2 separate regions of the Arachis hypogaea genome follow, and region 1 is linked to region 2. A link is a contact called in public Hi-C data. All regions are on one chromosome and are shown on one strand. The core of a region is the stretch at or near the end of the contact, and the rest is flanking DNA. Distances in the headings are between cores, read along the strand shown. Region 1 holds the start of LOC112740997 (auxin-responsive protein IAA12). Region 2 holds the start of LOC112741000 (nuclear transport factor 2).

Region 1 (6,840 bases), core at 53-2,552, 200 kb before region 2:
CATCTCATCATGATTCTTATCCACACAAACATTTAAACTGAAACTGATAGAATTTTAACACATCCTCAATCATTCAATTATATGTACCAATTTCTCTCTTCACATAACAAAGTCAGGTAATAAGAATAAAAAATCTAAATTTCTTGCCACAAATTAACATTATATGATTCAAATATCCATAGTAAAAATGTCTGAATTTTGGACAGAATCACAAAAACCAAATTCAAACCACAATTATATACAAAACATTAATACTTATAGATAAAAACCAGCCATGTATCCTACTAACTCAAAATTCTAAATTCTCAACAAAAAAAAAATTTGTGTTTATATTCAAGACCTATGATTAAATCATAGACCATTGAACACAGAAAAATTACTGATACCCTTAGAAGTAAATCCAAGATTGAATTAATTTACCTAGGTCCATTATTAGCAGCAGCAACAGACTCAGCAGTTCTCTTGGTGCCAGAAGTGGAGGTGGTAGTGTTGTTGTTTACCCTGCTCAAAGAAGAAGAAGGAGGTGAAGATGAAGATGAGGAAGAAGCTGAAGCTGAAGAAGGAAAATCCTTAGCGGTCAAAATTCTAGCATGATGATGATGGTGACTGTGTGATTTACGAGCAGGTTTATGATGATGAGAAAGGCCTAATCCAAGACCAAGTTCAAGCAACTCAGAATCTTCAGGGCAAGAAGAGTCCTCAGAAGAAAGAACCAAGTTTGTGTCTTCCTTTGACAAAGTAGAAGACATGGTAGAACCACCACCACTACCGCCAGTAGGAATAATAGTAACACCCTGCATCAGAATTTTACAAAAGTAGAAACTTTATGGATTCAATAACAAGATTGAAGAAGGAGAAGATGATGGGGTGTGTGTGTAAAAGAGAGGATGAGAATATGAAGGTTGAAGGGGAAAAAAAGTGTTTTTTTTTTGGGGGGGGGGGGGGAGGATTGCTTGAGTAGGAATGAATGAAGAGAAATGAGAATTGGTTAGGTCATAGGTGTGTGAGGATGAAGGAGAGAGAGAGAGAGGAACATTGAAGAGGTTGAGGAAAGAAATGTGTGGACCCCACATGTCTGGTTTGTGCGCCAACATCAATGTCTTTGCCTTAACTTCTTTGTACTACTTTTCTTAAAGTAGTTTTTTTTTTTAAATATATGTTTTCTCATATTTCGCCTTCTAAATTCTAATTTTTTTTTATATTTTTTGTGTGTTACAGAGACAGAGACCCACATACTGTGGAAGTGGAAGTGGAATCGGAATGGGAAGTGGAAACACAAGATATTTCAGTTTGTCTTCGGTCAATTAAGGCGCTGCTGTCTGCTCATGAGATTGTCAATTGAAAATAGAGTCAATAGATCAGGTAATAAATATAGAAATAAAAAAAAAACTAACCAACTTTATTTAGTGGAATGATTAATTCATTCCTCTGTCTAAGTAAGTATTAAAAGTTAAAATTGATATGTATCTATCAGATTTATAAAAAATTAATTTTTTTTGCATATTAGATTAGAGTATATGATAACAAATTAAAAAAAAATCTAAAGCTAGAAAATAAAAAAAAATTTAAAAACTAACATAATATTGTAGTCAAACATTCAGTATTAAAAAATATCTAAAATTTTAAAAACAATAACATTTAAAATTCAATTAAAAAAATATTCAAAACTCTAACTTAACAAAATTTTTTTAATAAAGTTTAATAACTTGTTATAATATTAACTGAAATTGACTATTATTATATAAATTTTATCATATTATTCTTAAATAAAATATATGTTATCACGAAATTGTCTTAAAATAAAAATAGTATATCTATGATTTAAAATGACGAACCACTTAAATAATATAAATTGTGTCAATAAAACACGATTCATTTACAAAATCAAAGAACTATATAAAAGAAATTAATTTTAAATTAGGATTTAAGTGTAGGTTAAAAAAAATTTATATTATTTATTAGGAGATAAAATTTTCAAAGATGGAAATTTTTGTGATTTACATAAATGCGGGAATAAACAAAACTTGTCAGAGACGAATTATAATTTTTTTTATTTAATTTGCAAAAGCTAAATTTATTCCTCTTTTTATTTTTATTATGGGGAAGGGATTGGAGTAGGACGGCGATATGGAGAGTGTGTGAGATTTATCACATTGTGGGATTAGGTAAGGACAAATCAGATGGTCCACATTGTCCTTGTCAAATTGGACGGTCCGCATTGCGCGTACAGATCAGAGGGTCCGAGTTGTCACTCCTCCCGCCACGTGTTGCGTCGATGTTTCTTTCCACAACGGTACTCCTATCCCCAGCTTCCCTTTACTACATGTATTTCCACCCTCCGAAATGAGTTTTATTTTCATCCCACCAGCAACTATTTTTCCATTCTCTCCTTCGTCCAGTTCTTTTTCTTCTCAAAGTTGCTGAAAAAAAATTATAATGTCAAAAAAAATAAAAATCTAAATATGTTAATTGTCCTGAATTTCATATTATAAGATATCTCAGCTATTTTGATTATATAAGTTTTTTTATTTTTTTTAAATTTTTGAAAAATATAATTAATATTGTCAAAAATTTAATTATAATTGTTGTTGTTAGTAGCTCAAGTTATGAACATATTAGTGATATTATTATTTTTATTGTTATTATTTTTATTATTTGAGAGTTATAATAATTATTGTTGCTGGTACTAGCTCAACGTTCCAACGAGAATGTTATTACTATTATTATTAAGATGATTATTAATATTATTGTTATTATTATTAATTCAGAATTATAATTGTTGTTGTTAATTTAGTTATATTATAATTATTCTTGTTAAGTCAGTTTAGGAAATATATCTCAGTGATATTATTATTATTATTATTATTATTATTATTATTATTATTATTATTATTATTATTATTATTATTATTATTATTATTTTAGAATTATAATTATTATTATTAAAAATGTAATTATAGGTTGTTAGTAGTTAAAATTTAGGGTCAGTGACGGTATTATTATTATTATTATTATTATTATTATTATTATTATTATTATTATTATTATTATTATTATTATTATTATTATTATTATTTGAAATTTAAGAATATATAATTAAATAATAGTTAGAAAATATATATATATATATAAATATAGTTAGAGAAAATTTAATTCAATGGTAATGTTTGAATTAGACTAATATGATAAATTAGTAAAAGGAACATGTTTAGAACTTTTTGTAATATTTTTAGTAAAAAATATATATTTAAAAATATATTTTTGGATTAATGTTGCTGATTTTGATTAATAATTAAGTTTTGTAAAATATAATAATATAATGTATTTGGTTTTTTATAATAATTATTTATTTACTGTTACGTTTTTAATTGACTTAAGTATGCTGTTGTATTTAGTAGTAATTATTTGTTGATAATATTGGTTGTTCTAGTTTTTCTTATTATATGTCAGTAGTAAATTAGTAATTGTTAGTAGTTTGATTAATAATTTTTGTTTTTGTAAAGTTCACGGATGTTGACGTGTGATCACCCTATCCCTCTGGATCGGTACGATGATAGGGTGGAGGAGCATTTACGTTTTACTGATTTTTATCATACATCTTAGATTGGAATAGTGCAGTGTCAGAAAGCACTCGTAAATGCTTTAGTCAAAAGGTGGCATTCAGACACACATATCTTTCACCTTCCGATTGGTGAATGTGCTGTGACACTCGAAGATGTGGCTATGATTCTTGGTCTTTCGACAGACGGTCTTCCAGTCACAGGGATGAGTATCAGCAGTTTTGAAGCCTTAGAGGTGGAGTGTTTGCACCAATTTGGGGTTGCACCGAGAAAGTCAGAATGTAGAGGAAGCGGTATAAATCTTACGTGGCTACGGGATTTAAAAGAACGGTTACAGTTGACTGATGAAGAAAGTATACAGAGGTATGTGAAGTGCCACATTATGTTGTTGATAGGTACGATATTATTGGGAGACAAGTCTGGGGCATTTGTGCACTGGAAGTTTCTACCTTTACTTCGTGATTTTGCCAGTATCGTACAGTTCAGTTGGGGTTCGGCTTGCCTCGCACATCTGTACAGTGCGTTATGCAGGGCATCTCATTTTGACTGTAAGGAGATCGACGATTTGCTAACACTGCTGCTCGTTTGGGCTTGGATCCGCCTTCCATTTCTAGCGCCGGTTCCTAGGGAACCTCGTAATTTTTCGCTTGCAAATAGGTAACATTATCTTACATTTACTCTGTATCTTCATATTTAGAATCCAGTCCTGTTAATGAATTAAGCGATATTAGGTGGCGTAATTGGGAGCGTGGAGACCGACGCTTTAGGTATATGAAACTTGCTCACTTTAGGAAAGCTTTGGATGATCTTCAGGAAGGCAAGGTATATTTTCATTAAAGAATTATTTGGTTTGGGGGTTGCAGTGTTATTGTTATTCCGATTGTAATCACTAGTGTGGTTTATTTTTCACAGTTTGTGTGGGTTGCTTATTCTATGGATTGTGTAGATCCGAACATAATTCCTGCAGACATCTACATGCACTTGGTTGTGTGGAGTGCTACGGTGTCGTTGGTATCTTTTGAATGCATTGAGTGGCATGCAATCGATCGGTATAGACGACAGTTTAGTTTTGTGCAGGAGTTTCTCATTAGGAACAGAATCTAGACAAGACACACGGAGAAGTCCTGACTGGTCCTAAGAATCTTAATTGGGCCACAGCCATGAGTCATTTATTTAGGGTGATGCAGTGGACAAATAGGTATAATCACGTTCTGACTGAGCTTAATGGTCCACAGCATTCGTTAGATATTTACATGCATTGGTACCGTACAAAATATGGCAACCATTTGAACTTGTCCGATCTTGTGGTTCAAGAGAATGACGAGGGTGATCAGGGTATGGATGATGTAGCGCAAGAGAATGAAAAGGCTGAGGAGCAAGAGCCACACTCACCGCCACCTCCACCTCCACAGGAACAACCTCAGTGGTCAAGCCAATATGTACCACAAACACAATTTACCTCATCATACCCAATACATCAGGAGTATTGGAGTGTGCCACAGTTTGACTCAGGAGATGGTGGTTCTTTTAGCCAGTTGCTTGGATTCTTGGCTGCAGATGCAGGCCAATCACAATATGGTCATCAGCCTGACATCATGGCTATAGATGCAGGTCAGTCACAATATGGCCATCATCCTGACATCATGGTGGGTAGGTATTCGTTGGATGTAAGCATGGGTACCGCACTTCGTCATGTGCTTCTGGAGGGTTGGTATCTGGTGACTCTAGTAGGAGTGACGGTGGTCGAGGAGTTCTTAATAGTCAAAATCCTAACCGTGTTTCAATGACTCTGATTGAAGAAAATGCCAAGACACTTGAGAAAGAGACTGATGAGTATCTAGTAAATGAACCAGATGACGAGGATGACGATGAGGACGAGGATGAGGAAATGGACGAGAATGAAGAATCCCATAATGATGCACCTGATGATGGTGATGATGCAGGTCTTATTTTTTGCTTTACTTGTTTGGTCACTTGATTATAATATGTTCATATGTGGTATCTCTCTTGAGTTGATTATATTATATATTTGTTTGGTCACTTGATTATAAAAAGTTCATATGTGGTATCTATGATCATATGTTTGTGTTTGATGTAAATATAATCATGTTAAGATGGTCTGTCTAATTAAGTTGTATCCAGGTGAGGGACGCACTCCAGATGAGACAGGAAAAGGGTACAATCTCAGGGTTGATCCGCGTCGTCGTAGTGCTAATCGATTCACTCCGTCCGTGTTCAAAAAGGCTGCCAAGAAATGCAAGAGTTTTGTGAAATATGTAAAGTGGACAATGAAAAAGTAGATGTTGTGTAGTTTACATTTTCTATGTATCAGTTCACTTTTCTATGTACGAATTAACTTATTTATATATCAATTACTATGTATCAAGTTATCAAGTTAATATTGGCTATGCATCAATTCACTTTTCTATGTATGAATTCTAAACTTGCAATCGCCATACAGTAGCTTGAAGTATAATTCTAAATGGCTACATTTGAAATAGAGTAGATTGATATATACTTCTAAATTCACATTTGCCATAGAGTAGATTCAAGGCAGTTACAAGGTTTCAAATAGCATAATATATAATTCTAAAGACGCGTAAATCATAGAGTAGATTCATATAAGCTACAAGGTTTCAAATAGCATAATATATATTGCTCTACTGAGCATTATCCCTGGCATTTGCACCAACTGACTGACGACATCTACTACGGTTGTGTCCCTCGACCCCACATTGCCTACATCGTCGTGGACGACGCAGCATTTGCGTGTCCATCTCATTCAAGAAGCGCGTCATCCTGCGGCAACCTTTGGTTACGCGCCTGAGGTACGGATTCGGTACAAATCGCAGCCCGTTGTATGCAGGTCATGTAGTAAGGTTCCCGGTGGCCTAAACGTAGCTCGTTAAATCTGTCAAACTTGGTCCATCTTATACACATCATGCACGTACACTTGCCAATCCAGTCTTTGATTTGCACAACATGCAAACACATGTCGACACGGAATCTGGTCCACCTGAAACTCACCACAGTCACATCGGTGCCGACGAAGGTCGACGGCATACTCCAACCCACTTGGCATCTTACGCACTTTAAAGACCTCATTCTGCCTGTCGAAGCAATTAACCTGAATGTTCCCTGATGCAAGTTGGTTTGCATGCAATTTTAAGGTCACAAGCTCAGAAAAAATATGACCAGCACTAATCTGAGCCTCCGCCTCGGATCTTTTTTGGGAGAACAACTCATTAAGCTTGTAGAATGTTGCTTTGACAAGTGCAGT
Region 2 (6,676 bases), core at 2,845-5,344:
AATGCTAAAAAATAAAAAACATGCAATTGACACCAAACTTAAAAACGGACACTAGACAAGAAACACAAAAAAAAAATTTGTTGTTATGATTTTATTAATTTTTTGTAATTTTTCGAAAATGTTTTTTTGAAAAAGGAAATAAGAAACTCAAAATTTTTAATAAGAATTCCAGGAATCATAAAATGTTAGTCTAAAGCTTCGGTCTAAAAAAAGATTAGACATGGTTAACCAAGCTTCAGCAGGACATTACATACAATAGCCAAACTGATGGGAATCAACTAGCTCCTGTGATGATAAAAGCCTCATCTGAAACTCTAGAATTCATTCTTAAAAATCCTGAAGAACAAAATAAAAAAAAAAAGAAAATTATCTAATCTAAGCAACAAGATGAGCCGTCAGTTGTCCAAACTCGAACAATCCCCGGCAACGGCGCCAAAGACTTAGTACACAAAATCGTAAGTTCACACTTCTCTCACAACTCCGTGCAGCTGACCAGCAAGTGCACTGGGTCGTCCAAGTAATACCTTACGTGAGTAAGGGTTGATCCCACGGAGATTGTCGGCTTGAAGCAAGCTATGGTCATCTTGTAAATCTCAATCAGGCGGATTCAAATGGTTATGGGGTTTTGATAATTAAAAGATGAATAAGACATAAAATAAGATAGAGATACTTATGTAATTCATTAGTGGGAATTTTAGATAAGCGTATGGAGATGCTTTATTCCTCCTGAATCTCTGCTTTCCTATTGCCTTCATCCAGTCATGCGTACTCCCTTCCATGGCAAGCTGTATGTTGGGGGATCACCATTGTTAATGGCTACCGTCCGTCCTCTCAGTGAAAATGGTCCGGCTACGGGTTACGTAGGGCTAATCATTTGTCGGTTCTCGATCGTGTCGGAATAAGATCCATTGATCCTTTTGCGCACTGTCACTGCGCCCAGCACTCGCGAGTTTGAAGCTCGTCACAGTCATCCCATCCCAGATCCTATTTAGAATACCATAGACAAGGTTTAGACTTTCCGGATCTCAAGAATGCTACCAATTGATTCTAGCTTATACCACGAAGACTCTGATCGCACGGAATGGAAGACTCTGTTGTCAGGAGAGGGGCAACTATGCGTCGTGGACCAGGAGGCCAAGAGATATGCATTCAAGCTTGTTTTCAGGTAGAACGGAAGTGGTTGTCAGGCACACGTTCATAAGTGAGAATGGTGATGAGTGCCACTTAATCATCACATTCATCATGTTAAAGTGCGAATGGATATCTTAGAACAAGAATAAGCTTGAATTGAATAGAAAACAGTAGTAATTGCATTAATTCATGAGGAACAGCAGAGCTCCACACCTTAATCTATGATGTGTAGAAACTCCACCGTTGAAAATACATAAGAACAAGGTCTAGACATAGCCGAATAGCCATGCCTTCCAAATAACATGAAACAATCGAAAAAGGGTTCAAAGACCTGATCCCAAGATCAAAGATGATCAAAAAGATGAAAATACAATAGTAAAAGGTCCTATTTATAGTGAACTAGTAACCTATGGTTTACAAAAATAAGTAAATGATGCAGAAATTCACTTTCTCAGCCTACTTGGTGTGTGCTTGGGCTGAGCATTGAAGCTTTCACGTGCATAGGCTTCTCTTGGAGTTAAACGCCAGCTCTGGTGCCAGTTTGGGCGTTTAATGCCAGAAAAGGGTCTCTGACCGGTGTTTTGACACCAATTTAGGCCATCAAATCTCGGGAAAATTATGGACTATTATATATTTCTGAAAATCTCAAGATTTCTACTTTCCAACACAATTGACAGCGCGCCAATTGGGCTTCTGTAGCTCCAGAAAATCTATTTCGAGTGCAGGGAGGTCAGAATCCAACAGCATCTGCAGTCCTTTTTCAGCCTCTGAATCAGATTTTTGCTCAGGTCCCTCAATTTCAGCCAGAAAATACCTGAAATCACAGAAAAACACACAAAGTCCAGAAATGTGATCTTTGCATAAAAACTAATAATTATATACTAAAAACTAACCAAATCATACTAAAAACTACCTAAAAACAATGCCAAAAAGCGTATAAATTATCTGCTCATCAAGACTCAACAGAAATAAGTAAATCACAGTGCCACTAACCTTCCACTGACAGCAGAAAGATGACGGTGACACCACGATGCAACAGCTGGAGGCCTCAAATAGCGATTTCACATGGGGAATGGATGACGTGCCGAGCTAGAAGAGAATGACTGGCCGTATGGGATTGGTGCGGGGAAAGAAGGAGGCTGCGGAAGCACCAACAACCACAGACGGCGACGGCAGTTCTGTTTAGGGAGCTGGGTTTTTGGTTTGGGATGGAGCTAGGGCTTGCTGTGTGTTTAACTTTTGAAGGAGGGGGTGTTTGGTGGGGCGGGAGGGGGTTAACTCGCATGGGTAAGGTGGGTTTTTTTTTTAACATAACCAAAATGACGCCGTTTCATATGAACCGGTCAGTTACCGGTTCGGTCCAACCGAATGATCACCGGCTAGTTCAGCGGTTCATCAGTTGTTTCGTAATCGATGGTTTAAGCAGGAGTACCGTACCGTTTTCTATGCTAATTCCCAATTGAACCAGTTCGACCGGCCAGTCTGGTCCGATGTTTAGAACATTAGTTTGGATGGCCAAGCAGAAGACCATTGCTCAAATATATGGAGATTGGGAGGAGTCTTACAACCACATACCAAGGTGGATCATTAGGGTTCAGTTGTATATGTCGGGAACGACAGCGGTGTTGCGTACTTCACCAGTGAGGTCAGGTAATATGGTGGATGGAACGAAGGTTTTCTTTCATCGATTATTTTGGACATTGTCTCTGTATGTTGAGGCGTTTAAGTATTGCAATCCACTAATATCCATCAATGGTACTCATTTATATGGAAAGTATGAAGGTACTCTGCTAATGGCAATTGCCTAAGTTGGAAACTAGAACATTCTCCAAGTAGCATTCGGGTTAGTCGAAGGCAAAAACATAGATTCGTGGAAGTTTTTTCTTAGTCACCTTCGTCAGCATGTGACTCTCCAGCCCGGCATTTTAGTGATCTCTGACCGACACAACACCATCAAGGCTACCCAACTTGCGGAAGACGGTGGGTGGCTCCCGCCAATGGCATACCAAACGTTGAAGATGGTGGCTCCTCCTAAACCAATGTTAGTCACCACAGTGTGTTGAGGTTCCACTCAAGCAATAACTCGTTGCACCCTCCTTAGGGTAAGTCTTAAAGCATAAATCGTCCCTGTCTTGAGGGTCTCCAAAAAGACCATAATTCGTGCCCAGGCTACCTAGGTTTTGCTATTGCATGTCAATGGCAGGCTTTTGTACTTCAGCCCAAAATCAAGTGACTTTAGGCAGGGTGGGACGATTTATGCGTAATATATATGTAACCCTACCAGTCCTGTGACAATTTACTCATGAATTCCTTAGGCCATGCATGCATAAATCATCCTAGGATGCCATGTTTAACGTATTATATAACCTTTATCACCCTAGGACGATTTATATAATATTAAGAATAGGATAAATACGTTTTGAAATTTGTTTTAGGAGAATTCAGTAAATTTAATTTTTGTTTTATTTATTTAAGTAAAAAACCCTTATAATACTCTGGTCTATACTCTCTGCTTCTCTCTTGAAATCTCCCTTGTCCAGTATTATGCACATTAAGTACTCGTTTGGACGCCATTATGAAAAAATATCTTTTTTTATTTTTTAACGTATTTAGCAAATTTCTAATAGTAAAAGTAAAAGTACTAGAAAAATAAAAAAAAAATATTTTTTTGAGAAGTTGTAATTTACATATATTTTTAAAAGATCTTTTTTCTTTAAAAAAATATTTTTTATGTAATAAATAAACAAAAAAGTATTTTTATATTGTTATATCTAAACATAATTAATAAATAAAAAAAATTATATGAAATACCCAAACATAAAATTATTTTTACTTTTTCACAAGATTTTTTAAAAAAATATAACTCAAAAAATAATCTTCTTTTAGAAACTCCCCAAACAAGTCCTAAGTAATCCCATCCGTTGAGCCGTTTATTTCTTAGGTTTGGTACCATGATCAAACCGTTCATATCATATGATTCCTCGTCAGATATCTAATCCATAGGCGAAGAATTCGCGCGCTCAATTCCTCTCACTGTTTCACACTTTCACTCTTCACAGTACTTCTCTCTCTTCTGATCTGATTACAGATTTTAGAATTAGATTCACTTGCGTTCAGATTTTGAAGATTCCGTTGTTTCGCTTTCTGCCCTAACCTTAGTTCTTTTGTATTTTTCTGCACCCACTCCTTCTTCTTCTTCTTCTTCTTCTTCTTCTTCTTCTTCTTCTTCTTCTTCTTCTTAATCCCGTAACAATTTTTCTATTTGAGGTTTACTGTGTTGTTTAAGAGTTCGAAGAAAACGACATTATCTTTTTTTTTTCTTATAAAAAAAAGAAGCTGTGAACTTAAGGGAGCTGAAAATGGGTGTTAGTGCTGCCCAGGTATTATTACTATATTTTATATTGTTTTGTTATTAATTTTAATTTAAATTCACTTCCTAGTATTGTTTTTTTTGTGGTTTTGAAAACAGCTTTGATTCTAAGGATTCTGTATCTTTTTATATTTAGTTTTAAACTGCATTGATGTGAAATTGTGAATGCAGGTGGGTTCATACTTTGTTGGACAGTATTATCAGGTTCTTCCACAACATCCCAATCTGATTCATCAATTCTACTCAGATAACAGCACAATGATCCGTGTTGATGGAGTTTCCACCGAAACCGCTTCGAATGTGCTGGTACCTAAGTGTTCTAAGATAAAGAATCCATGTTTTCTTTGCATTCATGTTTCTTTGCTGTGTTTGTAACAGTTTGTGGTCATGTTCAATTTATATCTTAGATATTTTTGTATTGTTTTTTTCAAAAATAGAAAATGAGAATCCTAATGGCCCCCAAGATATCAGAAAATGGAGGGATTGTTCCCTATCTTATGTTTGTTTGAGTCTTAATTGATGTATCTTCAACATTCCCTAGAGAAAAAAGAGCTTTCCTACTGTAGTCATGAATAGTTTCTCTTTTGGTGGTTTGCCTTTGGTGTTGCGATTGGCCATGCATAGATCAAAATCATTTAGTGTAGCAAGGTTTTTATTTTATTTTATTTTATTTTTTGGTATTTGGTGTCGGTTTGCGTTAAGTAATTGATCATGTGTGGAGAAGATATGTAAAACCAAGTAAGGCTGGAGAGTTGATCAAATGCAGTGTAAGCCAATAGCTATATACAGAGGAAGAGTAATCAATGAATATGAAATAACGCATTATGGCATAATGTAGCTGACCATGCCTAATTGGATTAAGCTTGACGGTGGTGGTGGTTTTTTTTGTTGTTGTCGTCGTTGTCTTAGTGGAACTTAATTTCCATTTCCATTTTCTTAATTGATTCTTGGTGTAAGTTATCTAGCAAAACGTTGATCAAGTTACTTTTCTCCAATACAGCAAATCCATGAACTTGTTTTATCATTGAATTTTGGTACAATAGAGATCAAGACTATCAATTCTCTTGATTCTTTGGACGGAGGTGTGCTTGTAATGGTCTCAGGGTTTGTCAAGATTAGGGATGTCAAGAAAAGGCGAAAGTTTGTCCAAACATTCTTTCTTGCTCCCCAGGAGAAGGGTTACTTCGTGCTTAATGACATTTTTCATTTCATTGATGACGGAATATCAGTATCATACTCAAATCCAGTATCTGTAGCATCCGAAAAGATAGACGCAAAGCCACTTACTTCTCTTGGAGAGCCTCCTGGTAATTTGACTGCTGAATCCTTTTCCAAAGACATTTGATTTTGAACCGAATTTTTCCCACATAGTTAGGCACTAATAATAACACGTTTGCTTTGCTGGCAATAACTATAATGAAAAGTGGTCTAAGGGTAGCTTTGGTTCTTCTTCAATTTTTTTTCTTTTCATTATTTGAATTTTGGTGTAAGCATTTTTTATTTTAAAAAAGTGAAATTCTGATGAATTCCACTGGTTGGTGTATGAATCCCACTCTACCTAACAGGGAACATGCTTCTTTGTTATTCTAAAAGTTGCATGCTTTCTGTGACAAAATCTGAAAAATCTTGGTATTCATTCTTTTTGTCCACTTTAAGCACTATGGCCTCCATTTCATAATAAGTAGTATGCAAAGCCTCTGTTTTGTTAAACTTCGAAACAGCATGCCTCAGAGTCCTGAATTTGTTGCTTTTACCAGCTTCTGACTATGGTCCGGTGGAAGAAGCTACTGAATATATCAATTCACTTCATGTAGAAGATGACCTGGTTGACAAGTATAGCCTTCCAGAGCAGCCGCAGCAGCTACATCAAGATCTTGAAACAGAAATTGTGGTTGAGGAAACTCCTGCAGAGAAGGCATCCCCTACAATCCCGAGTTTTGCTCATACCACCCGCAAATCCCCTATAGCTTTTGGGGAGGAACCTTTGGACGAGTCTACCAAGAAGACTTATGCATCCATTGTATGTATCTCTTTCTCTTTCAGCATGTTTCTTGTTTAGCGCCCCCTTCTTTTTCCTTCATTGATTGTTAGAAAAATTACCAACTTGACCCTTAGTCCAAGTATTATATTTGGTTATTTACTAAAATCACCTTTTGGAGGAGAGGGATGGATTGT

The links. A called contact is a pair of places that touch in the nucleus more often than the background predicts.
Region 1: a contact with region 2 is called in a Hi-C map of leaf, with 1.4 times the contacts expected there. The contact joins the promoter of LOC112740997 here to the promoter of LOC112741000 in region 2. A contact is called at or near these places in 3 of 8 Hi-C or Micro-C datasets (leaf and an unstated tissue).

Annotation. Positions count from the first base shown.
Region 1 is chr2:20,263,879-20,270,718 of arahy.Tifrunner.gnm2.J5K5, reverse strand. It overlaps LOC112740997 (auxin-responsive protein IAA12), which reads right to left and starts at 1,302. Exons shown (of 5, transcript XM_025789762.3): 1 at 421-1,302. The coding sequence starts at 800. It overlaps LOC114924682, which reads right to left. Exons shown (of 1, transcript XM_029289952.1): 1 at 6,475-6,840. The coding sequence ends at 6,475.
Region 2 is chr2:20,063,789-20,070,464 of arahy.Tifrunner.gnm2.J5K5, reverse strand. LOC112741000 (nuclear transport factor 2) reads left to right here and starts at 4,094. Exons shown (of 9, transcript XM_025789777.3): 1 at 4,094-4,511; 2 at 4,673-4,807; 3 at 5,502-5,808; 4 at 6,259-6,521. The coding sequence starts at 4,491.